Linked DNA regions of Mus musculus: region 1 is linked to region 2. Evidence: chromatin contacts called from public HiChIP or PLAC-seq data. All regions are on one chromosome and are shown on one strand. The core of a region is the stretch at or near the end of the contact, and the rest is flanking DNA. Distances in the headings are between cores, read along the strand shown.

Region 1 (5,663 bases), core at 2,126-4,625, 320 kb before region 2:
CGATTAAGATGACACATTATGTTAGATGTATTTTACTGGGATTTTTAGTTGTTGTTTTTTAAAGAGACAGAACCTGTGACTTACCTCATCATATTATTAATTTTTTATAGCAGCATTCTTTATGACTTCAGTACTTCAGTGGAACAGGCTCTCTTGATACTATTAAAAGACAGCAAAGAATTTTCTGTGATGTTTTCAGTGACTTTTAAATGGAAAAAAAAAACCTGCTATTCTAGGTTCTAAAAATGACATTTGGGGACTGAGGTAGATAGTGTTTTCTTGTTGGCTGATGCTAACACTGCAGCGCTTTTGTCTTTAGATTTCTCTGGAGGGTCCAGAAACAGTAAACAGAGACTGTCCCAACTGATGCATCTGAAACCAGGGCACACACATCTCAAAGTGACGCCGAGGACTGTGAATATAATTTGCATCACTAGTTAATTCCTAGACTCACGTTCATCTTTACTCTTACCCTCTATTACAGCTCCCTTTTAAAACAACACTTCATAGGACAACAATCTGATGTATCTAATAAAGCATGGGTCTAAAATAGGGTTGCAGATAAACGCCACACGGATTACTGAGGTTGACAGATGGCACCCTTGTCATTCTTGCTGTCTGTTACCGGAAAGGACTCAGAACAGGAGGAATGTCCGTCCTTTCATCTTCTCTGCTTTCATATTTCAATCTTCAACCACACAACTAACCACGCCATACAGCGCGTTCATCTAAAGCGACTAACTGAATAGATACATAAGTATTTAAAATAGAGATACACTTATTAATTTAAGAACATTTATTACTGTATCTATTCTGTAGTCTTCTCTAGCCATTTAGTCTTTGTAATGCACAACGGACCTATGACTGGAGACTTCCCAAGTACCTCGTGTGACTGCAGGCTTGCTTAAACACTGACCACCAACACAGAGCTAAGGAATCAAAATCGTTGTGCGCCCAACTCCTTCTTTTAATGATAAGAATTACTGCGGGAGTAAGATGAATGGGTGAGCACAGGCAGAAAGGCTCATCGAGCAATAGCTGTTGTCTCTGTTCACTGTTTCAAATTCATCGCTGCTGCACAACTTAAAGACTGCACCATCTAAAATACCGATGGGTTTGCCTTTCTCCCCACCTCCCTCTCTTCACATTAATTTGTCCTCTCCATAAAACTCTCCCCGGAGAAGAACTCTCACTTATCTTGCTTTATAGTCTGGACACCCAACACATACAAGATAATCTCCAAATGATAACTGAGTTCTATTTTGACGTGTGGGACGTGTGTTAACATGTGGGACATATGTTAACCTATGTGTAGGTTAACATGAACAGGATAGATATTATTTAAAGATTACAAAAAGAAGTGAGGCACAGTAGAAACAACTTTTCCTGGTTTAAAGAGTGTCCTTCTGTCCTTTATACTGCAAACGAAAATGCCTTTAACGCTGATTGGCCTTTATGCTGTCCAGGGCTAAGGATTAAAAAATAGCATGGCCACAGTCAGAAGGGAGAAGATCTTCAAGAGCAGATCTACCTTATATCGTAACAAATCTAGGAAACTGATAAAGCTGAAATTAAATTTCTTTAATGCCTTTCAAAACTATTCAATAACAGGTAATATGGGTTCCTCCCTATCTATGCCAGCTAAGCAACTTCGGATTTACAACAGTGCAAGATGGAATACAGAATTTATTTCCAAAGGCAGGATAAAAACCACATAGGCTCAAATTGCAGGTGACCTTAATGAGAAGGCTGGAAATCCATTGCTGAAACTTGATTATTTTGATATACCATCCCCACCATCATACTTAAATAAAGCAGTCTTCAAGGGGGAAAAAATCAATTGCAATAGCTATTTTGCCTTAAACGACCTCGTCTGCAGTCAGTTCTGGCTTCCTCAGCAATGCAGTAGGGTAGAATTGAAAAACTGCTCTGAACAACAACAACAGAGTAGCCTTTAAAAAGTAAATGCTACTAATTGAGAATATTTGCTTACATGACAATAATGGTCCAAGAAAGGCAAAGACAAAAGAGACATGTTTGTCCTAGAACTTATAGAATCAAGCCGTTTGTTACCAGCAGTTTTTAAAGAGGAACATTAAAAAAAAATCAAGATCTATTTTCAAAAATCTAAATTACAGAATAAATCCTTCCTACCCACAAAGTTCCAAGAACGAGGGCAAAACAAGCAGAGGTCCCAAATGGAAAGATAAAATCAATGAAAGAGAATTTCACAGTTGCCTCACCTCTAGTGCAGAAGATTGCAGCGGGGCCAGCGGGTTTATTTGCAGCTTGGTTAGCATAAATCGAAAGGAGAGTCTCCTTTGCTTGCCTCTTTTCCACCCCTTTCCTAAACCGGGCTTCCAACCTCTCTGCCCGTCCAATTGATAACCTAGGAAATGCGCCGCCTGCAAAGTGAGTGCCTGGAGCAGGGGACAGTTCCTGAGTGGCCACCCCTCCCTCGCTTTGGGTGACGCTCCACTTCCTGTTAGGCAAAAAGGCTTTCCCAAGAAGCTCGGTTTTGTAGTTTCCAAGCCACCTCCCCAAACCAGACCCCCTTTCCGGGTTTCCCCTTCTAGGTAATAACTTTTAATCATTCACGTGATCGGCCAGCTGACCTTGTCTAAACAATCCCCTAGAAAGATGCTGGAGAGTGTCTCTCTAGCCAGCCCAGGCCCACAAGGCTCATCCCCAGCCTCCCACCCAACAGGCTTGTATCTGCACCTCCTGAAATGGACCATAGTGACAGCTACTGTCTTGGGGGTGACAAGGATGCTAAAGGAACCTGTCTGCGGTTGCCTTCAGGGCTACAACCGAATGAGGTTGCAGGGGAGAAACAGCAAGAAGCGGACCTCAAGGCCATAGTCTATGGCCCTCTTCCTAAAGGACGTTTTAAAATACCTTTAAGTGTTTCTTTTGCAAAGCACTCAACGATCGCGTCCCGCGTGACGGTTTCCGCGGGTGGGGGTGGACTCCCTTAGCGTTGACCTCGGGAAGCCATTCTCGCACATCCCGTGCAGTGGCGGCGCAGCACGTGGCCGCCTGGGCTTTTCAGTGATGCTGCCTAAGGCACAGCGGGGATTTGAGGTCCTTTAGGGGGTTAATGCTGAAGGAGCAGGAGCGGGCTGCACTGCATCCGGGGACGATAGTGATGGGCGATCTGGGTGGGTGACAGCGGGCCCTGAACCAGTCAGCCACGTCTGCAGAGAGCCAGCAGGGGTATCTTTCGTGAGTTCAGGAGATAGGACCCCTAGCTCAGCTAGAGATAGATCCCCAAGCTTTCAGCTCGGACTTTCCGCAGCCCCCAAGCCCCGCCTCCTCCCCGTAAGCCCCTCCCCTGCCGGAGTCCCCGCCCCCGCCTCCCGCTTTCCCGTCCCAGGACGCGTTGCGCGGCCCGGGCCGGAAGTCCTCGAATTCCCGGGTGTGTGTCTGTGTCTGTGTCTCGCGGCGGTGCCGCGGCGGTCAAGCGCTTTGGGGTCCGCGTTTGAAGCGTCACCGCTGTCACTGCCGCCACCATACCGAGTCACTTCTAGAGGGACGGAGACCCGGCCCTTCGCCGGGTGGAGAAGATGTTGCCCCTGTCCATCAAGGATGATGAATACAAACCACCCAAGTTCAATCTGTTCGGCAAGATCTCAGGCTGGTTTAGGTGCGGGGTGCTGTGATTGCTGGGAGGGGGCTGCCCGGGATGCTGAGACAAAGCTGGGTGCTAAGGATGGCCTGAGGTCCAGCATGGGAGCGTCACCCTCCTGCTGTGGTGGAACGAGCATGCGGACTGGGTGGGTTTTGAGGGGTCCCCGCAACCCCCTTGGCTCCTGCTTGCTTCTGATCACCTGTATCGTGCCCAGGTCCATCCTGTCGGACAAGACATCCCGGAACCTGTTTTTCTTCCTGTGCCTGAACCTCTCTTTCGCTTTTGTGGAACTACTCTACGGCATCTGGAGCAACTGGTAACCAAAGGGGAAGATGATTGGGGCGGAAGCAGAGGGTGAGGGAGACAAGCCACTATTTGCTTAGTGCCACGTAGCTCCTTACCGGCAGGTTCACGTCTTACCTTTGCCACTACCACTTTTGCTGAGTTGCTCTCAGCGTACTCTCACCAAAAGGGAAGGGCTGCAGTTCTAAGATCGGGGACTCTCATTTCCTGCAACTCCATTAAACAGAACTGACAAACAGGCCCCCTCCTCATATTTTTTTTTTACTTTTTTATTTGGCAGATGCAATGAATCTCTTTAACAGCTTGCCTTAGCTATGCCTCAGGAAAAATGAGAGGATCCTGTTAGCTAACCTACCTGTGGGTGTGGCTTTTTTTTTTTTTTTTTTTTTTTTTTTTGGATTTCACTCCTAAGATTCTGAGAGAGAAAGATCTGAATGGCCCTGTTAAATTTATGATTGCCTTTGAATGACTTTTGAAGAGGTTTGTGAAGAGACCGTTGGCAAAGCATATGCCATTCTCTTTTCCAGTGAAACTGTCTTAGGATTTTCCTTGTATCTTTACTGCAGTAGAAAATCCCATACAGTTTTCTGAGAATGCCATTTTGACTTGAAGGCTTTGGTGTCACCTTTGGGCTTTTTTGTTTGTTTGTTTTTGTTTTATGGTGTCAAGATTTGGGTCGAAGAGAGTCCGGTGTCGCTAAGGAAGTAAAGTCACTGGAATTTAAGTATTTGCTGTGGGATAACTTCTGGGCTTGTGAAACTGCTCTGCAAATAACAGAATGAGCACACTTCTGAAGTGTGCTAACTCCATTTCTAGATTTTATTCCCTTCTAAGAATCGATAAAAGAGGGGCAGAAGTTGAGAGTGCTCACTGCTCTTGCAGAGGATCAGGATTTCGTTCTCAGCACCATATCTGGTGGCTCACAACTGCCTGTAACTCCAGCTTCAAGGGTCTGACATTCTTTTCTCCACCTCACAGGCACATGCACACATGTGACAGACACAGAAAAACAGAGACGTACAGACAGACACACACATGCAGGGATAAAAACAAAATGTTAAAGAAAGAGACTCTATTAGAAGATGGGGGATATAACTCTCCCAGGATCTTTAGGCGAGTTACATAGGATTGTAGATTAACCTGTGCCATTTATGGTCTATTTTTGTTACTTCTAGTAAACTAACTTGGCCTCTGTCTTTTAAAATCCATTTTCAGAGGGGTAAAAGATCATAGTCTTTGGACTCTAACTCTGCTGTATTTGAGCAAAGTAATTGTTTCAATCAAGTTATCATGGCATCTGTTCTCTGGCGTACACCTTTGATCCCAGCAATTGGGTAGCAGAGGCAGGAGGATCTCTGTGAGTTCGAGGCCAGCCTGGTCTATCTGTTCCAGGACAGCCAGGACTAAGAGATCCCTGTCTCAAAAAAGAAACAAGCAACAACAAAAGCCCCCAAACAAAGCAAAACCTTCAGTAAGTAGTAAATCATAAGGATTATTGGTTTTGTTATTTCTTGGGGTACAAAAGTCAAATGAACATCATTAACTTAATGTATTTAATAACCATTTTGATTCCTCTGAGAATTGTACATTTCAAAGGATACCTCATAACATTATTTTTAATCTCATAAACTATTTAATACCTTTTGATAGATCATATTTGTTGAAAATACTATAGTCTTAACTTATATTTGAATATAATACTTTAATAATGAATATATTTATAATATAC
Region 2 (5,322 bases), core at 1,368-3,867:
GGCAAGAGGTTAGTATACACAAAATACAATAAAAAAGAGAAAGATAAGGCTGCGTCCTTGCATGAGGAGCTGTCAAGTGCAAAAGGAGACAACACAAGTGTGGAGGCCACATTAGCTTTCCTTCCAATAAACTGCAGGCAGGCAGGCCCACGCTGGCAGAGCTCCTGGTATCAATCCGTTAGAGAAAGCTTATGGTCAAAGTTCCAGTTGCTGATGCAGTGGCAGGTTGTGAAGAGCCAGAGAGACCCTTCTTACAGACAACAGAAATTAGATTACACTGATACATAGTGCCAAACTCATGAAACATGCTGTTGACATACAAGGAGTCCTAGAAATGACCAAGGTCTCTAGGACATTTGAAGTTCAGTAGAAAGTAGTAGTGAGTGTTGCAAATGGCACAGAAAATTCTCCTAGTCAGGCAAGAGCAGGGTAACAGAAACTGGCAGACTCCATGTCTGATCCAGGTCACAGGCTACAAGTGAGGAGGAAGAGGAGAGAAGAAGACCTTACCAGAAACCTGGTTTTGATTCTAAAAAAAAAAAAAAAAGACAACTTTACATTTTTGTTCATAAAATATACAGGGTATATAGAGCCAGAGAGCTTGCTAAGTGGGTGAAGGCACTTAGCACACCTACCTGATGTTCTAAGTTCAACTCCCGGAACCCGTGGATGGGTAGAAGGAGAAAGAATTGAGTCCTACAAATTGTCCCTGGCCCTCCGCATGTGCACTCTTGCAGGAACTGGCATATATGCATTGCACACACATTAGAGTAATAAATAAACGTTTGAAAAATAAGGCGTATAGAACAAGCAGCTGCTGCATGTGGTGACATATGCCTGTAATCCCTGCACTCAGGAGCCAGAGACAGGAGGATCCAGGCATGTTTCAGGCCAGCCTGATCTCCTGTCTCAAACAAGAAGAGAAGCAAGCAGGTCAGGGATACAGCTCAGCCATTAGACGGCTTACCTGGTGTCTTAGTTAGGGTTTTACTGCTGTGAACAGACACCATGACCAAGGCAAGTCTTATAAAAAACAACATTTACTTGGGGCTGGCTTACAGGTTCAGAGGTTCAGTCCATTATCATCAAGGTGGGAGCATGGCAGTATCCAGGCAGGCATGTCGCAGGCAGAGCTGAGAGTTTTACATCTTCATCCAAAGGCTGCTAGTAGAAGACTGACTTTCCAGGCAACTAGGGTGAGGGTCTTAAGCCCACACCCACAGTGACACACCTATTCCAACCAGGACACACCTATTCGAACAAGGCCACACCTCCAAATGGTGCCACTCCCTGGTCCAAGAATATACAAACCATCACACCTGGTATCTACAAAATTCTGAATTCAATTCTTACCTCCACATAAGCTAGGCTTGGTTGTCAAACACCTAATTCTTAGCACTCTGGAGGTAGAGGCAATAAAAACCCAATTACTGCTACAATTTAAAATTAACAACTCGGGGCTAGAGAGATGGCTCAGTAGTTAAGAGAACTGACTGTTCTTCCAGTGGTCCTGAGTTCAAATCCCAGCAACCACATGGTGGCTCACAAGCATCTATAATGGGATTTGATGCACTTTTCTAGTGTGTGTCTGAAGATAACTACAGTGTAGTTACATATAATAAATAAATAAATAAATAAATCTAAAATTAACAACTCAATCTTTATTTTCAACACCAGAGCTCACATTATAAACGACATGCAATAAACTCTTTGCAAAAGTTGGCCATTTAAAAGTTAGGGTAGTTGTTACTGTATGTCTGTTTCTCTTAAGCCAGTTTCTTGTATTTCAGGCTAACCCCAAATAGCCTATGTAGTTGAGGATAGCCTTGAACTTCTGATCTCCCTGCTTTTACCTTGCTGGTTTATAAACTATTCGGAACTGGACTCAAGGCATAAAACAGGTCAGGCAAGTAGAATATCAACTGAGTCACATCCCTTTCTTTGAGACAGGTTCTTCCCATGTTGCCTAAGCTGGTCTGCAACTCATGATCTCCCTCCTTCGGCCTCTCAATTGCTGAGATTGTAACAGTGCACCACCATATCTGAATGCACATGTACATTATACAGACATGCACACAAACGTATTCATACTTTAAAGTATTACTTTAAGTTTTTAACGTTTTTTTTTGAGACAGCCTCCTACAGCTCAGCATGTACACTTACCTCCTCTTTAAATGCAGTGAAATTCCCTTTAGCTAGTAATGAAATTATAAAGACAGCAGAGGCTAATGGGGAAAGAAGTGTAGCAGAGAGCAGAGGTACATGTATAAGAACTAAAGAAATGAAGGCTTATTTTGAGCCCAGAAAGGAGAGATGAGCCTCTCCCTTCCTTGCTACCTGACCCCACCCTCTTCCCCTTTTCCTCCCTCCCCCCCTGCCCTTCCCCACCCTTGCTGACTCTCCAGATGTGCCTCCACTGAAGGGAGACAGGATTTCCTGATTATAATGAGGAAACACAGCTGATCACGCACACCAGTGCGCTCAGATCGAGATCTGACCCCCTTTGACCTTTTGCCCCATCCCCTGTTTACCAGTTTGAAGGCTGACACACGTGACTGTCAATGGAAGAAAAAGACAGCGAGGAGCCACAACAACTGTGCCAAGCGGTGGTTGTCAGCTTGGCAGAGCCCCACCTTGTCTCTTCCTGTGTATGAGACGAGATGAGAACCGGGTTGGTGCCCTGATGGTTTGGGGTGGAAATAGATCTGCAATGCTACAAACAGCCGCTTACTAAACTCTAGGCACCACTTCTCTTCTAAACTCTTCTAAACTCTAGGCACCACTTCTCTTCTGAAGTGGGACCTTTTTTGGCCCTCAGTCTGGCCTCAAACTCTTAGGCTCACATGAGAGTCGCAGGCTCTCAACTAACTGAGACTACAAGCATGCACCCCCTGGCACCCTACTTCCTCTTTTCCCTACTGTCTGCATTTTCTTCTTAGTAATCACATTCATATCCATGCTTTGAATTACCATCTATGAGCTGAATGCTCCTGGTGGTGACCCCGCATATCACCCAGACGTTCTTTTCAGTATGAGGTGTGCATCTCCCAACTGCTGGAGGGGTTCATCATTCGCAGCTTACAGCGACTCTTCCTTTCTTCCCTCTCTTTTCTTCTTTTCCTTCCTTTCCTTTCCTTTCCTTTCCTTTCCTTTCCTTTCCTTTCCTTTCCTTTCCTTTCCTTTCCTTTCCTTTCCTTTCCTTTCCTTTCCTTTCCTTCCTCTCCTTCCTGCTTCTTCTTTCCTTCTTTTCCTACCCTCTCTTTCGCCTCTTCTCTTCCCTTTTCCTCCCTATCTCCCTCTCCCACTTCATTTCTTTTCTCTTTTCCCATTTCGTTAGCTTGCTTTTTTTGTTGTTTGTTTGTTTTTGTTTTGTTTTATTTTGTTTCTAGTACTGAGAATGGAACCTAGGGCCTCTCACATGCTAGGCAAACACTCTGACACTGAGTGACATCCCCAGCTTTTGTTTTCTGAAAGACAGGTCATCACTAGGTAGCCAAGATCAACCTCAAACTCGCAATGCTTCCACCTCAGCCTGAGAGCTGGGATATTGGGAAGGTACCATCAACCCCAGCCCATTCTCCTCCTATATCACATTTCTTCACCAAGAGCAGCCTGCATCTAATGCTGGTAGAAAGAAGACTCAGGATTTGATAGTTCAGGACAATTCTGAGAGGCCATGCTGGTGCCAAAGATCCATGTAGGACTGGCTGGCATCTCTGTGATACCACCACCATAATCCACCTTCTCCCTCTGCCCAGTCTTGCTTCTTTCTCCCTTCTAGACATTTTCTCCAGGGACATTACAGTGCTTGACACAGTAACAACATCCAGATACCACTTCAGGAACAAAGAACTAATGATCATGGCTTCCAGGATCCTGGGTTAGTGTACTCAGACAGCCCTTTCAGGGATGCTTACATTCAATGACTAGCCAAATGAGACCCATAGGCTCCATTTTTTTTTGGTCTCAGCTTGAGATGGCAACAAGGGAATTGTTTTAATGTGTAAGCCCTGACCCTGAGGGCAGGAAATACCTTGACAGTTTAAGGAACATGTGGTTTGAGTTGATCCCCAGAGACCAAGTAACATGTGGCCTTCTGTTAGACTGGAGCTTTGTGGGACCTAGAAAACAAATACATATTTGGATAAATTCAAGCTCAGTGGGGGTTTACTAGATCCCTAAAAACACACCATGATTATTTCTCATGTCATTGAATATCTATCTATCTATCATTAATGCACGGAGAATCTCTCACATGGCATTGCTGACTTGTGGGGGAATGGAATGCTGTAATGGAGAAGGTCAGGCGATACCCCCAAGGTTCATCCTATAAATGTGGAAAATGAGAGACTAATGCTCCTGTTACAGACCAAGAAGATGCAGATGTGGGTCTTGAGGATTGAACTCAGGTCATCAAGCTTGGCAGCCAGGACTTTTAACAGTGAAACAGAGCTATTTCACTGGTTCTTGACCATCCTTTTAAAATAAAGAGGTCTATTGGAGTCCCTACCACAAATAAGGAAGAGCAACTCTTGGAAGGCATTTTTAGTTTCCAGAGGTAATATAGTATATATCTAAGGATACTATTGCATTTAAAACATTTAACATTTTTATGTTTTTGAGAATTTCATATATTAGGACTATATTTATATTCCCTCCCTCACGAGTATCACGGCGTTTGAGTGAGCAAGGGTAGGTAAGAAGTCTACATTATTTCAAGGCTGTGGTATCAGCACTCCTCTCATGTGGGTCAAATAGCTGGTATAACTTCTTGAAGATATCCATCATGGGAAAGTTGGAGCAACCCTAGGACTATGGTCTCAGACAGAAGCAAGCCTATGCCTCATACCCATTCTCCATAGTTATTCACGTGCCTCTCTCCAAGCTCACACCAGTGCTTGCACAAGAGGACTCATAGTACACGCCGAGGGAGGGGAAAAAATCTGACTTTGACATGCACTCACACGTGTGTGCAAGTCAGAAATCAACAGTAGCATTAAAACAAGCAGTGCTCGTCTTGAAAATGGAGATGAAAGATGTTCCCAAGGGGTGAGCTTTTAGAGGTGCACTGAGTCTCCCACTAGGTGTAGAAATTGCCTCCAATAAGAAAACATGGAATTCCTGGTCAATCAATGACTGATGGCCTGGACATCTGGCTAGGGGATTGGAAGGAAAAGAACAAAACAAAATGAGACAAGACAAAAAAACCAAACAAAACAACAAAAGAAAAATGTCTCTAGCAGAAAGGCATCGGCAGAAGAATGTAGACAGGCATGAATTGCAAAGCTTGTTTGGGTTTCCTCCTGTTGTCTCAGTGGTTTT

What was found. HiChIP or PLAC-seq counts read pairs in DNA pulled down with a chosen protein or histone mark.
Region 1: a contact with region 2 is called in an H3K27ac HiChIP or PLAC-seq map of microglia, with 9 times the contacts expected there. The contact joins the promoter of Slc30a7 here to the enhancer-like site in region 2. A contact is called at or near these places in 10 of 39 promoter capture datasets (3T3-L1-derived adipocytes, the C10 cell line, the HPC-7 cell line and 6 more), 1 of 15 datasets of contacts at CTCF or cohesin (the NIH/3T3 cell line), 3 of 484 Hi-C or Micro-C datasets (B cells, double positive thymocytes and nephron progenitors), 31 of 115 datasets of contacts at active chromatin or transcription factors (the 230-238 cell line, the HPC-7 cell line, the SCID.adh cell line and 21 more) and 3 of 9 other capture datasets (adipose tissue, embryonic stem cells and liver).

What each region holds. Positions count from the first base shown.
Region 1 is chr3:116,005,118-116,010,780 of GRCm38.p6, reverse strand. Slc30a7 (solute carrier family 30 (zinc transporter), member 7) reads left to right here and starts at 3,375. Exons shown (of 11, transcript NM_023214.7): 1 at 3,375-3,646; 2 at 3,846-3,947. The coding sequence starts at 3,567. It overlaps Extl2 (exostosin-like glycosyltransferase 2), which reads right to left and starts at 2,484. Exons shown (of 5, transcript NM_001163514.1): 1 at 2,244-2,484; 2 at 85-159. The coding sequence starts at 92.
Region 2 is chr3:115,680,111-115,685,432 of GRCm38.p6, reverse strand. No RefSeq gene overlaps it. Among named protein-coding and RNA genes, the nearest start is that of S1pr1, 32 kb to the left of the region's middle. Within about 2 kb of position 2,617, at least 115 of the 459 cell types and tissues checked have an H3K27ac peak or open chromatin away from gene starts, as enhancers often do. A contact at or near this core is called in the 230-238 cell line, B cells, the HPC-7 cell line and 10 more, where this site is marked.